Linked DNA regions of Xenopus laevis: region 1 is linked to region 2. A link is a contact called in public Hi-C data. All regions are on one chromosome and are shown on one strand. The core of a region is the stretch at or near the end of the contact, and the rest is flanking DNA. Distances in the headings are between cores, read along the strand shown. Region 1 holds the start of gcgr.L (glucagon receptor L homeolog). Region 2 has its middle 19 kb from the start of mcrip1.L.

Region 1 (6,605 bases), core at 1,108-3,607, 120 kb after region 2:
TTGTAAAATGGAGGTATTTAGGGGGTCTGCCCATATAATGGGCGTGGTCAAAAATGTTTGCGGCAGATCTTTTTTCCCTCTTTCTATTTTTCAAATGTTGGGAGGTATGCTTACTTAAAATATCAATAAAACTGCCAGTTAAGACCAGTAAACAAGCCCCAAAGACATCGCTGTTGACACAGCATAGTGTCATGTACATTAGGCCTGTACATTTTTCAGACTGCTACATAAAGTAAGGAAATCCAAACTAAGGCAAGAACAGTTTCTATTGATACTTTTTCACTAAGACAATGTTAATACAGTAAGGAGTAAAGCATCCTATTTGAAAGGGATGGTTCAACTCTACATTAACTTATAGTATGTTATAGAATGGCCAATTCTAAACAACTTTTCAACTGGTCTTTATCATTTGTTTTTTAAATTACTTGCCTTTTTCTTCTGACTCTTTCCAGCTTTCAAATGGTGGTCACTGACTGCATCAAATTCTTTGTAAGGCTACAAATGTGTTGTAACTGCTACTATTTATTGTTCTTCTTTCTATTCAGGTCATCTCCTATTCATACCCCAGTCTCTTGATCAAATGAATACATGGTTGCTAGGGTAAACTGGACCCTAGCAACCAAATTGCCAAAACTGCAAATGAAGAGCTACTGTATAAAAAGTCAAAAACGACAAATAAAAAAGTAAAAAAACAGTTGCAAATTGTCTCACAGTATCCATCTCTACATCACACTAAAAGGTGCACAACGTCTTTAGAACTTTATGGTGGGACTTCATATAACCTTATAATTTACAACAGGGGCATGTAATTCAATATATTATATATGACTGCTAGTTTTGGACTTTAGACAAAGTGAGCAGAACATTTATTAGCTATATACACCTGTGCTTGAAGTTACGTAACCTGTTGGTTTGTGGCCTCATCATGCTATCCTCTAGCTTTAGCTGAACTGCATCATCGACACACTCTGACACATAGTCGAGAGATGCAGTTCAGCTGTTAGAACACAATATTTCTTTATTGTTTATAATGCAAGGGATGACTCACCTGCCATATAGTTTTATATTTATCCCCATCTGTTTTCAATAATATAAATACAACAAAAGTGCAACCTGCAGACATATGTTTATTATATTCATTTTCTAGAGTTATTAATAAAAGATTCAGTCCAAGTACTGTTGCAGACATACATATAAAGGCGACTTTTTGGAAGAATAAAGAAATGGCAGTCTATTTATTAAAAAGCATACAGTCTTTTCTGTGGAATGGATAAATCCTATGAGAAGAAGGTACTTTGTATCTTTCCCTGTCTGCATACAATGCTGGAAAACATCACTGTTTCTGGGTTAATACAGCCAAGAGAGATCATATTCAAACAAAGAGAGACAGCCTGTCAGTGAAATTCAGTGACAGGGGTCTCTCAGTTTGTGACCTTAACAACTATAACGGACTCTCCCGTGTTTAAAATGAAATTCTCTGAGCTCTCCATCTGAGAACCCTCCAAAAACACAGAAGGCTCACAAAACCAAACTGAGACCCCCCTCAGCGGACAGAGACGCTCTTCCTCAGACTGAAAGCCGCTGCACTTACATAGATTGTCTCCCTAAAATTGACACCCCCTCCACTGACAAACTCTGAGACATGAAGCAAGCAATCTGTCTACCCCTCCCCCTGTGCAAAAACCTCTCATAACTTAGCATTCCTCCTACATACTCCATGATTTCCAGTCTCTATCCAACTAATCATCATACACTGCCAGTACATACCCCCCCTAGTAATGGTTTGCCCCATATACCCTATTGTGGTACCCCAGTCATTGGCACTATTAGGGCACTGTCCATTACCAACTACAAGGGGGTGCTCAGTTTCTTAACAACCTGCCAAATGCAAAGACTACAACACTATCCACCCTACTCACCCAATATCCCCCACATTCCTAGCCATTATATGGTTACTTGTTGCCCACAACTTCCTGCACACCTTTACCCCTTCCAGTCTATTGCTCTATCCCATGCCAAGCATTTTCCCAGTACTCACCCTTTCCGTCTGCCTTTCAGTCAGAGAGACCTAAGACCTAAAATAGTCCCCCTTAGGTAGGACAGGAAAAACACCTATAAAAAACACCTCCCACCCTACAAGTGTTTTTTCCTGTCTTACCTTTGGTAGGTAATGTTTGTTATGTTCTATAAGGGGCTCAGTGCAGTTCCCTTACTTTCCTAGCGTGGTAAAGAAGTTTGTGTATATTTACATACCTGTTATTTGCCCAGTGGGTTCTGGCAGGCTTTCCAATGCAATATAAGTCCTACCCATATCAGAGGATCGCTGCAGCACCAGTCAATTCCTCAGGTCCCTCTTATTGTGTCTTTTACCCAGTGACACTGCTTGTGCAGCACGAGCCGAGAGGTGATTTTTTTTCCTGCTCGCTAGCATGCTGTGCAGAGGGGGCGGAGCTCCAGTTAGAGTCCCGGGCCAGTGAGGAGTGGCAGTTCTCCTTCACTTTACTCAGCTTCAGAAGTGCAGGAGAGAGGATTGATTTCTGCTGTGGTCAACGTTGCTTTGGGTGTGAGCTGCATAATAAGATTATTTTTATTAATTTTGTTATTAATTATGATTAGTATTTGGGTGGAGCTGTGACCCTAGATTCATTTGGTGGCTGTAAACGCGTGTCTGCTTCTAGAGCCAGTGGGGATGTATCGTAGTAAATTACGTTGAAAAAAAGACACACGTCTTCAAGCTTTCAACTCTATATATAATCTGCCTAACTGCTAGTTGATCCAGAGGAAGGCAAAAAAATCCCATTTGAAAATGAAATTTGAAAAATTCCTTCCTGACTCCAGACTAGTCCCTGGATCAACTTGTACTATGAGCTATCTCCCATAACCCTGTATTCCCTCACTTGCTTAAAAGCCATCCAACCCCTTCTTAAAGCTATTTAATGTATCAGCCTCTACGACTGATTTAGGGAGAGAATTCCACATCTTCGCAGCTCTGGCTGTAAAAAAACAATTTCTGAATATTTAGGCGGAACCTCTTTTCTTCTAATCGGAATGGGTGACCTTGTGAGGATCCCCTTATATATTTATACATAGTTATCATATCACCCCTTAACTGCCTATTCCCCAGGTGAGCAACCCCAATTTGGCCAGTCTATTTCTTTTTTCTATTTCCTTTTTTCCTCATAACTAAGATTTTCCATACCTTTTACCAGTTTAGTTGCCCTTCTCTGTACCTTCTCTAATACAATAATGTCCGGTTTGAGCACTGGAGACCAAAACTCTACAGAATATTCTAGATGGGGCCTTACCATGCTTTATAAAGTGGAAGAATGACCCCCTCCTCCCGTGAATCAATGCCCCTTTTAATACAGTTCAAGACCTTATTTGCCCTTGATGTTGCTGACTGGCATTGCTTGCTACAGCCAAGTTTTTATCTACAAGGACACCTAGGTCCTTTTCCATTATGGAAGGTTCCCCTTCCCACTTGTATAATTGTACACGTATTTATTGAATTGTATCATTCCTGTCTCTCTAGATCAGTGATCCCCAACCAGTAGCTCGTGAGCAACATGTTGCTCTTCAACCTCTTGGATGTTGCTCCCAGAGGTCTCAAAGTAGGCGATTATTTTTGAATTCCAGGTTTGGAAGTAAGTTTTAATTGCATAAAAACTAAGTATATTGCCAAGTAGAGCCTCCTGTAGGCTGCCAGTCCACATAGGAGCTACCAAATAGCCAATCACAGCACTTATTTGGCACCCCAAGGGACTTTTTTATGCTTGTGTTGCTCCCCAAATCTTTTTACATTTGAATGTGGCTCGTGGGTAAAAAAAGTTGGGGATCCCTGCTCTAGATCATACCTCCCAACATTTGAAAATCAGAAAGAGGAATGAAAAATTCTGCCGCACACAGCACTGCAAATTTTTTTGTCCACACCAATTTTGCGTTCACACCCCTACATACATGTCCATTTGAAAAATTTGGCAGGTTATGGAAAGTTTGAACACATTTCTGGGGGTTTTAGGGTCAGGTTTTATGTGTTGTTACAGTTTTGCTAATGAAGGTGAATTGCCCTTTATGGGCAAGGTCACACGTGGCGTTTTTATGTTGCATTTTTAAAAACGTGCAGCCGAGCACAAAATTGAGCCCTATTGAAAATAAAGAAATACACCCGATAGCAATTCCCAAAGGGACCTTGCAAGCCAACATCCTCCATGCAATGCCAGTTTTTCAGAAGAAACGCCAATAGGACAAGGAAAAGCCATATTTTGAACTCAATGGGATCAGCAGGGGCTTTCTTTCCTAGCAGGTGAATTAGAACTCACTCAAATAAATGATTTCAGTACAAACAGAATATATACAAAATAACTGCCTTTTGCACACATCCTGCATGTAGAGTGTGATGTCTGGTGATTTTAATAGAGTGAGCTCTAATACAGTACATCTTCTAGGCAAAAGGAGCCCCCCATAACATATATTGGCTCCAACTGTCAATGCATATCTGACACCCAACTGCTGCATGAATACAGAATGAAGTGTAACAGATGCTGAGAGAGGGAAAGTGAAGATAAACTTGACTATTTCAGAAACAATGCAGAATATTTAATTGATTACATTTAGAAAGTTTCAGTATGATGAAGCTTATATTACATTTTCATTCTTGTTATAGTTCCCCTTTAAATAGCAACAATTGTTTCTTTGCCTATTTTAAATAGTTACAAATGTATTTCAGTGCAGGTGCTGAGTATTCTGGGCTCTCTGACAAAAAGCCTCTTATTTAAAGGGATACTGTCATGGGAAAAAAAAAAATTTCAAAATGAATCAGTTAATAGTGCTGCTCCAGCAGAATTCTGCACTGAAATCCATTTCTCAAAAGAGCAAACAGATTTTTTCATATTCAGTTTTGAAATCTGACATGGGGCTAGACATATTGTCAATTTCCCAGCTGCCCCAAGTCATGTGACTTGTGCTCTGATAAACTTCAATCACTCTTTACTGCTGTACTGCAAGTTGGAGTGATATCACCCCCTCCCTCCCCCCCCCCCAGCAGCCAAACAAAAGAAGGTAACCAGATAACAGCTCCCTAACACAAGATAACAGCTGCCTGGTAGATCTAAGAACAGCACTCAATAGTAAAAACCCATATCCCACTGAGACACATTCAGTTACATTGAGAAGGAAAAACAGCAGCCTGCCAGAAAGCATTTCTCTCATAAAGTGCAGGCACAAGTCACATGACCAGGGGCAGCTGGGAAATTGACAAAATGTCTAGCCCCATGTCAGATTTCAAAATTGAATATAAAAAAATCTGTTTGCTCTTTCGAGAAATGGATTTCAGTGCAGAATTCTGCTGGAGCAGCACTATTAACTGATTCATTTTGAAAAAATTTTTTTTTTCCCCATGACAGTATCCCTTTAAATAAGAGGCTTTTTGTCAGAGAGCCCAGAATACTCAGCACCTGCACTGAAATACATTTGTAACTATTTAAAATAGGCAAAGAAACAATAGTTGCTATTTAAAGGGGAATTATAACAAGAATGAAAATTTAATATAAGCTTCATCATACTGAAACTTTCTAAATGTAATCAATTAATTAACTGATTCATTTTGAAAAAAAAATTTTTTCCCATGACAGTATCCCTTTAAAGTTCTATAAACTTTGTATCTTTTTCTGGCGAAAGTGCAGGAGATCAAACAGAGACTCAGGACATTTGTGTAACACTCCAGGACTGCGGGCTGAGCTCTTAAAATCGGGACTGTCCTGTGAAAAACGGGACTATTGGAGGTTATGCTCTAGATGTCACACAGTGACATGGACCACTCTTTTAGGAAGGGGCAGGGGTGCTGCACCAATGAAGCGAGTTGAGAAACTCACCTCAGATGGCAGCGTCCCTCTGGTTACCGGGGGTGGCAAAAATGACGCTCCTGGTAACTTTAAATTTGGCTCTTCTAGTGCAGAGACCAGAATTGCACTTATTGCACTTGCACTGGTTAAACCCAGTTCTGTTCAAGACTGGTGTTTTTAAGGTCTAAAAAATCCTATAAGGTGTTCGTTCCCTGTGCAGCAGGACATTGCTGATTTTATTTAAAAGGAGTGTACCTGAAAGAGGAGAAGCAGCATTATTTCCGTTTGACCCTAAGTGTACTGTGGTTCGGGATCGACCACCTGAAGTGGATGTACATGCTGCTCATCTGTTGAAAAAGACGACCATAATTGTAAAGGATGGGTCAAGCTTTAAAGACCAGATGGACCGAAAAGTTGACGCAGAGCTTAAAAGAGCTCATGAAGCTTCATCCTCCAGTTTCAGACCGACGGCTTGCTACTGCTTGTGTGGTAAATTGTGCCTCTGGTTAGCTCAGTTGGAGACAGATCTTACTAATAGCGTGCCTAGAGAGGATGTTATCCATTTATCTACTGATTATCTGTGTGATGCCTCCATGGGAATGTCAGGCTTACAACTAGATTTTCAGCATTGGCCACAGTGAAGTCTATGGGACTTTTACGTAAATTGGATCAGTTGCGGTAGCTTTCCTGATACAGAAGGGGATTACCCTAGTCCCGTATCTGGACTACTGGCTTTTAAAGGCACTTTCAAAGGAAATTTTATCC
Region 2 (7,347 bases), core at 1,197-3,696:
AAACAGGGTTTTTTGTTACAAAGTTATGATCATAAAATTGGTAAGCCGCCATACCACGTCAAGGTAAACCCCATACAGCAGTCCCTAACCTGTTTACCTGTGATCAAAAGCCGCATATGCAGGTGGGAGGATCTAGTCCAGATTGAAACCAAGGTTTTAAATTTTGATCACAGGTAAACAGGTTAGGGACCGCCGTATGGGGTTTACCTGACGTGGTATGGCGGCTTACCAATTTTATGATCATAACTTTGTAACAAAAAACCCTGTTTTTCTCCTTTTAGACAGGGGATTATTGTATTTAAATATTTTTTATATGGCCTTAGGAGTGCACCCACAACCCCCCTCTTGTACCTGAAATGTAGCCAGAAGCTGTGGCTGAGCTTCATGTGGTTAGTGCACCCTCATACCCACCCCCTTAAATTAACGGTGGCCCTATGTCCTTGTTGTTTTTGATTAATCCTTGGTTTGGGCAATTTTTCTCCCTTAAAAGCCACAAATGCTAGCGGCTGGGGAGGCTTTGGCCTTTTTATTACCAACGCCTGTGAGACACTCATTATATTTGCTGCACTTATCACTAGGTAACACTTGCACAGACCCACACACATTACACCTATCACACTCCACATTTAGCTTTTCCTTTTTCATCTCCCTCTAAATCTATACTCACACCTGTACTTATACTTATACTCACACACATACACACACAAGTGTGCACTTATATATACAACTTTACTTTTCCTTCATTATAGTCTCTTCACAATCACATTTTTTTTTTTTTTTTTAAATGGACGTTGGTCTGGGCAGTCTCCCCTTCAAAAGCCGCATATGCAGGTGGCGGGGGAGGATCTAGTCCAGATTGAAACCAAGGTTTTAAATTTTGATCACAGGTAAACAGGTTAGGGACCGCCGTATGGGGTTTACCTTGACGTGGTATGGCGGCTTACCAATTTTATGATCATAACTTTGTAACAAAAAACCCTGTTTTTCTCCTTTTAGACAGGGGATTATTGTATTTAAATATTTTTTATATGGCCTTAGGAGTGCACCCACAACCCCCCTCTTGCACTAGTAACTAGTGCCAAGTCAATTCTTGAGAAGGACTGATGTGTGGTCGAGTGGCAGGAGTACTCTCTTAGCTCTGGGTGCTTCCATCTCCAGCAGTCTAGCAATTGAAATGCTTCCGCCCATTGAGCTAGTTTGGTAGGACCTGTGTCTTGTGACTTAAGACGGTCTATCTGAGGGTCCATTGTGGAGTTAAAGTCCCCTAGTATACACATAGGCCCAGGAGGAAAATTTGCTAATTTAGTAGTGATCTGTTCTAGCAGTGCCCCTGTATATGATGGGGGCATAAAAATATGGATAATTGTGATGGGCTTATTATCAAGTGTGCAGCTTAGTATAATATAATGCCCATAGTGGTCAGTGATAACCTGCATTAGTGAAAATACTATATTTTTTTAAATCAAAATAGAAACCCCTCTTGCATGTGTAGAGAATATGGAGTTGTAGGACCACCCCACCCAAGGTCTTTTAAGGGAGAGTACTTTTTGACCTGTAATTTGGGTTTCTTGTAGAAGAAGAATAGAAGGCAAATGTTAATGAAGTTAAACATAAGACTACGTTTGAATTTGGAATTGAGACCCCCTAATGTTCCATGAAATTATGTTATAGGTTGACATGGTAAAAAATGCATAGGTGATTTACCAGTATGGGTCTTGGTGTCTGTAACATGGGAGCACACAGCAACACGATGCTTATGGTGAAGATAAAGGTAAACACATAGAACATACAACACCCCAACATTTCCCATTTTCCCTTCCTACCCACCCCCCAACATGGGTGGGTCTAGTACCCATAACGTAAGTTGGTCAGTGACTTGGTGCGTGGCCCTTTATCACTGGAACCGTTACGTTGTTATGAACAATTATAGTTCCCTTCCGACCCAGATGTGCCATGGATTAGTGGTCTGACCTAGTAGCGGACCGGCCCGTTCTCATGGTTACATAACCCCTGGCATAGAAGAATAGTTGGGTACCCTGATTTCATGACATATTACCTTCCTGTTGTACCTCAAATGAAGGATAGCATCAGGGAATACCGCAGTGTTGGAAAGTAATAGCAGTTCAGGATCCTCAGACCTCATGTGAAAATAGTGGGCAACTTGGGTTGTTAAGTTTAGTTAGATTGTGACTGAAGAATTAGTCACGCCTAGGAATGTTATTTGGGGCTGGTCTTCATCTCTGCTGGAGCTGTAAAATGTTTCTGACCGCCTTCAATAATCCGCAGCTTGGCTGGAAAAAGCATACAGAATTGGAGCTGTGCACCTCGCTGCCGTCTTTTGACTCCCCGGAAGCTCGCTCTTTGTTTCTGAACAGCCGCAGAGAAGTCTGGGTAAAATGGGATCCTCGAGCCATTGTGTTAAATTTCTCCTTTTTGTCGGGCGGCTATAAGGATCACGTCCCGGTCTCTGTAGTTGAGGACCTTGAACAAAAAGGGCCTTGGTGGGGCACCTGGCGGGGTTGCCCTATTTGGGACTCTGTGGGCCCTTTCCACTACAAAATTAGTGGAGAGAGTGTCTGCCCCTAGTAGACCTTGCAGCCAGGTTTCCATAAATAGTTCGGGGTGTTGGCCCTCTGACCTTTCTGGCAGCCCGACGATTCGGACATTATTTCGCCTGTGCCTGTTTTCCAGGTCATCTATTTTTTTTCCAAGGCAGACTGGAGTTGTTGTTGTACTGTTTGAATTCTGCAATGGAGACACTTGGTCCTCAAGGGTAGAGACCCTGTTTTCCACTTCTGTTGTTCTCTCTCGCTACATTTTGTAGGTCTTGTCTCAACAGTGAAATATCTTCTTTAAGGGCCTCAAGTTGGGCTGTAGCAGATGTGCGATTTTCCAATACTGCTCCCAGAAGTTCTGTTAGCGATGGTTCTCGGGGAGTCATGACAGCTTGTATTGCAGGAGGTGGAGACTCTTGACTACTGTCTGTGATGGCACACTGGAGCGGAGTTGCTGGGAACTGCAAGAAATTACATAAACATTTCTAACTGTTCTGCAGGGTGTGTCATTGGTCCCAAAGATGCAAGGGAAGCTCTTGAAAGTTTTGGCTGATAACTAGCCACTTTCTTCTCCTGTTTACATGTTTCTACCCAATTCCATTCTTATCATCTATTTTACTTTTTCTGTTCCCCTATCCCTCTGTTTTCTCCTTTCATGCATTTCTCCTGCCCAATATGCACATTTTCTTCCCTTGCTCCTCCTTCACCGTTTCAAATTGCACCTTCTCCTTATGCCTTGTATATTCTTCACTTTTGTCCTAATCTACTTCCATTCTTTCTCTCTTGTTCCCCATTTTCTTTTTTTCCTCCCTTTTCTTTTCGACTCTCTCTCTTTTCCATAGTTCATGCCTTTTCCTTCTTTTCTAACCCCCTTGTTTTTAGATAAATTTTTAGCTTTTCGTTCACAATTTTATATTCCATTACACATTACATCAGTTTCCTTATGCATAAGCAATGACTCCCATTCACTGACATCTAAATCCAAATTGATTATTAGTGTCACCAATAATCATACAATGCTTTTATGTGACATCCAACAGCAACTGTGTTCCATAGCTGGGTATTACTGCAACAAAAACATGTTTTCAAGGCTTTTTCTCTAATATGTGGAAGATTGTAAGCACAGTTAAAAATAATTAGCATTTTTATTCAGTTCAGTGTATATTTTGGGTTGGAAACATCGAAAGCACTTGACTCTAACCATCCAAACTCATTCCCCTGAGGCTAATATGTTTACATTTTTTCACCATAAACAAAATCAGGAGATGGGAGAAAGTTCAGAATTATATCCTTATGGGCAGTTAATGCAGTTTGTTGTGAATGTGAAGCTATAATCAACATCCGTCCCCTTCAGGCTTGATGCTTAAACTGGAAGACAAGATTAAAGTTACTCATACTTGTCCATATAAGATCAATGTGCCTGTCATTAGTAACTGAAGAACTGTGCTTAATTGAAGGTCTTATTACATAGAATTGGTCCCAAGGGACAATGGCTCATCACATATGAGCATACAGCGCGGTTCAAACTGATCTCTCTATTATTATATACTAGCACTGTTCTTTTCTAAAGTACTCGTTTTTTTAAGCATTAAACAAAATGAATCACTAAAAACGAATAAGGAAATATGATCCAAAGGTTTTGGTATTGCTAGATACCAGTGTTGATGGTGGCAGATTAAATGAGAAAAAGATTGAGGTTAGGTATGGCAAAAAACATTTGTGAATACTGTCTTATAGGCATAGTTTACAGGCATAACCAAGAATGTCTAGTTTTCAAATGCTGCCCAGTTTTGCTGCTGCTTTGCCCAAAATGTGTACAGTTAAGCTGAACTGTTTCCATTATTCCATGATGGCACCATTTTACTTACACACTGATTCTTTTAGGGTTTTAATTGACCAAAGAACAGATTTTAGGTAATATCTAATGTAGTGTAGGATAGGAATACATTTTCCTGTATCTCCAACATTTTTCAAACCTGTTTGGGTACATAGTTACATAATTAATTTGGGTTGAAAAAAGACAAAAGTCCATCAGGTTCAACCCCTCTAAATGATGCCCAGTGCGTATATATATATATCTATCTATCTACTTTTATCAAATTATTAATAGCACTGTAAAGGTACAACAGACATGGCTGATGTAAAAGAAACAATTATAAAACAAGACATAATATAACTTGATGAATGTTAAAGGTATATCGAATAATCTGCAATCGTACAATGAGAAATAAAATTTAAATTAACTGACTGTAACAATCTCGTTATCAGAACCTTGCGTGATGATGAGTACACTCAGTTGCACAGGAAAACCCTGCAGTCTCCAGTGATCACCGACGCCCTTTTGGGGCCCCGGGCTTCTGCTGCGGAAAACCAACAAGGAAGTGCAGATCTATAGCAAACAGTCCGAAAACAAGGTACCTGCAAGCATTTAGGAAAGACGTAGTCAAACAGGCGAAGAATCAGAGGCAAGCGTCAGGAATCGTAAACGAGAGTTAGGCAGAAGTCAAAAAACCAGATAGACCAGATAGAATCAGATATAAGCAGGAGCAGTAAACTGAAGCCTAGCTTGGGCACTCACAAAATGGAGGACTGGAGCTTTAAAGGCAGTTTGGCACTAAATTCAAATCCGGCGCCGAATCCATGACGTCATGACGCTTGGCTTCAAACTGTGCAGAAGTGCGCACAGTAACCCATGACGAGATGCGCCGGGAGGTAAGAGAGCGCTGAGCTCTCCTGGCGTGTCTTACAGTACCCCCCCTTCAGGAGTAACCTCCGGGAACTCCCAACACTTATCAGGAAACTTCTTATGAAAGGCCCAGATCAGGCGAGGAGCATGAGTGTCAGTAGCTCTTACCCAAGATCTTTCTTCGGGTCCAAAATCAGCCCAATGGACTAAATATTGGACCTTGCCTCTCACCTTCCTGGAATCCAGAATCTCCTGAACCTCAAACTTGTGGTGGTCATGAAGAATGATGGGAGCAGGAGGAGTTTGATCAGAAGAAAAACTGTTTCTGACAACAGGCTTCAGCAAGGAAACATGAAACTGAAATTGGAGATATTCATAGTGGAAGGAAGATCTAGACGAAAAGACACAGGGTTAATCACCTTCTTCATTTTGAAGGGTCCCACAAAGCGAGGTCCAAACTTGGAAGAGGGGAGACGAAGTTTAATATGCTTAGTGGAAAGCCAGACAAAATCTCCAATCTGGTAGGAAGGATTAGCACGAAGATATTTGTCTGCCGCAATCTTCTGAGCAGACGAAGCTTTCCTTAGAGACTGGTGGACTTGAGACCAGATGTCTTTGAAATAATGAACAAGTGCATTAGCAGCAGGTATCTCAGACTTGAAGACACCAGGAGGAAGAGCAGAAGGATGATAGCCAAAGACAACGAAAAATGGAGAAACTCCCAGAGACTCATGTTGAACATTATTATTGGCAAACTCAGCCCAAGGAAGGACTTCAACCCAATCGTCCTGGTTCTGAGAAATAAAACATTGCAGGAACTGTTCCAAACTCTGATTGGTCCTCTCAGTCTGCCCATTACTTGAAGAGAAGTTCAATTTAATGTCCAAATGTTCAGAGAAAGCTTGCCAAAATCTGGATACAAACTGTACCCCACGATCGGACATGCAAGCGGAAAATCTCTTTGATGAAAATTTGAGCCAGGCCAGCAGCGGATGGAAGTTTTCTCAGAGGAATGAAATGAGCCATCTTGGAAAATCTGTCCAAAATAGTAGTCATATCAGAGGACTTAGGCAGGTCCACTATAAAGTCCATAGCCACATCTTGCCAGGGCTGAGTGGGAATGGCAAGGGTTGAAGAAGGCCACAGGGTAAGGAACGAGGACTCTTCTGTTGCAGACTGTGCAAACCGAAACAAAGAACTTGACATCTTTGATAATCGAAGGCCACCAACAATACCTTGAAACAAACTCCTGAGTCTTCTTGATGCCTGAATGACCAGAAAACCTAGAAGAATGAGCCCATTCAAGAACTTGAACCACCCTTGACTGTGGCACAAAAACTCTCCCAGCAGGGCATTCGGAAGGACGTTCCAAGTTGGACAGATCAGGTGAAAATAGAGAAGTGGGTGCAACAATCAAATCAGGAGAAATAATAGGAGAGGGTAGGACCGGGTTGCTCTCACTTTGTACCATACATCTGGACAAGGCATCTGTTTTAGTATTCTTTGAACCAGGCCAATACAAAATGAAGAAATTAAACCTAAAGAAAAACAAAGCCCAGCGAGACTGACGAGGATTAAGTCTTCTAGCCGAGGAAATATATTCAAGATTCTTGTGATCAGTTAGGATGGTACCGTATATACTCGAGTATAAGCCGTCCCGAGTATAAGCCGAGGTACCTAATTTTACCTCCAAAAACTGGGAAAGCTTATTGACTCAAGTATAAGCCGAGGGTGAGAAATGCAGCAGCTTCTGGTAAGTTTCAATCTCGTTTTTGGATGACTATTCTTAGGCGCCGGCTACTATTCTAAGAGCAGGCGAATATTCTTAGGCGCCGGCTACTATTTTAAGGCGCCGGTGAATATTCTTAGGCACCGGCTACTATTCTAAGGCGCCGGCGAATATTCTTAGGCGCCGGCTACTATTCTAAGGCGCCGGCAACCGTTTTTGCACTTGACCCGAGTATAAGCCGAGGTAGAGTTTTTCAGCATATTTTGGGGGCTGAAAAACTCGGCTTATACTCGAGTATATACGGTAATAGGTTGTTCAGTTCCCTCAAGCAGATGACGCCACTCTTCCAATGCAAGCTTAACAGCCAAAAGTTCACG

What was found. Hi-C and Micro-C count contacts between places; a contact is called where the count stands out from the background.
Region 1: a Hi-C map of the XL177 cell line shows a contact between it and region 2, with 3 times the contacts expected there. The contact joins the promoter of gcgr.L here to the enhancer-like site in region 2. A contact is called at or near these places in 2 of 4 Hi-C or Micro-C datasets (the XL177 cell line and the XTC cell line).

What each region holds. Positions count from the first base shown.
Region 1 is chr9_10L:29,132,181-29,138,785 of Xenopus_laevis_v10.1, forward strand. gcgr.L (glucagon receptor L homeolog) reads right to left here and starts at 2,358. Exons shown (of 14, transcript NM_001085752.1): 1 at 2,254-2,358.
Region 2 is chr9_10L:29,016,080-29,023,426 of Xenopus_laevis_v10.1, forward strand. No RefSeq gene overlaps it. Among protein-coding and RNA genes, the nearest start is that of mcrip1.L, 19 kb to the left of the region's middle. Within about 2 kb of position 2,447, at least 1 of the 7 cell types and tissues checked has an H3K27ac peak or open chromatin away from gene starts, as enhancers often do.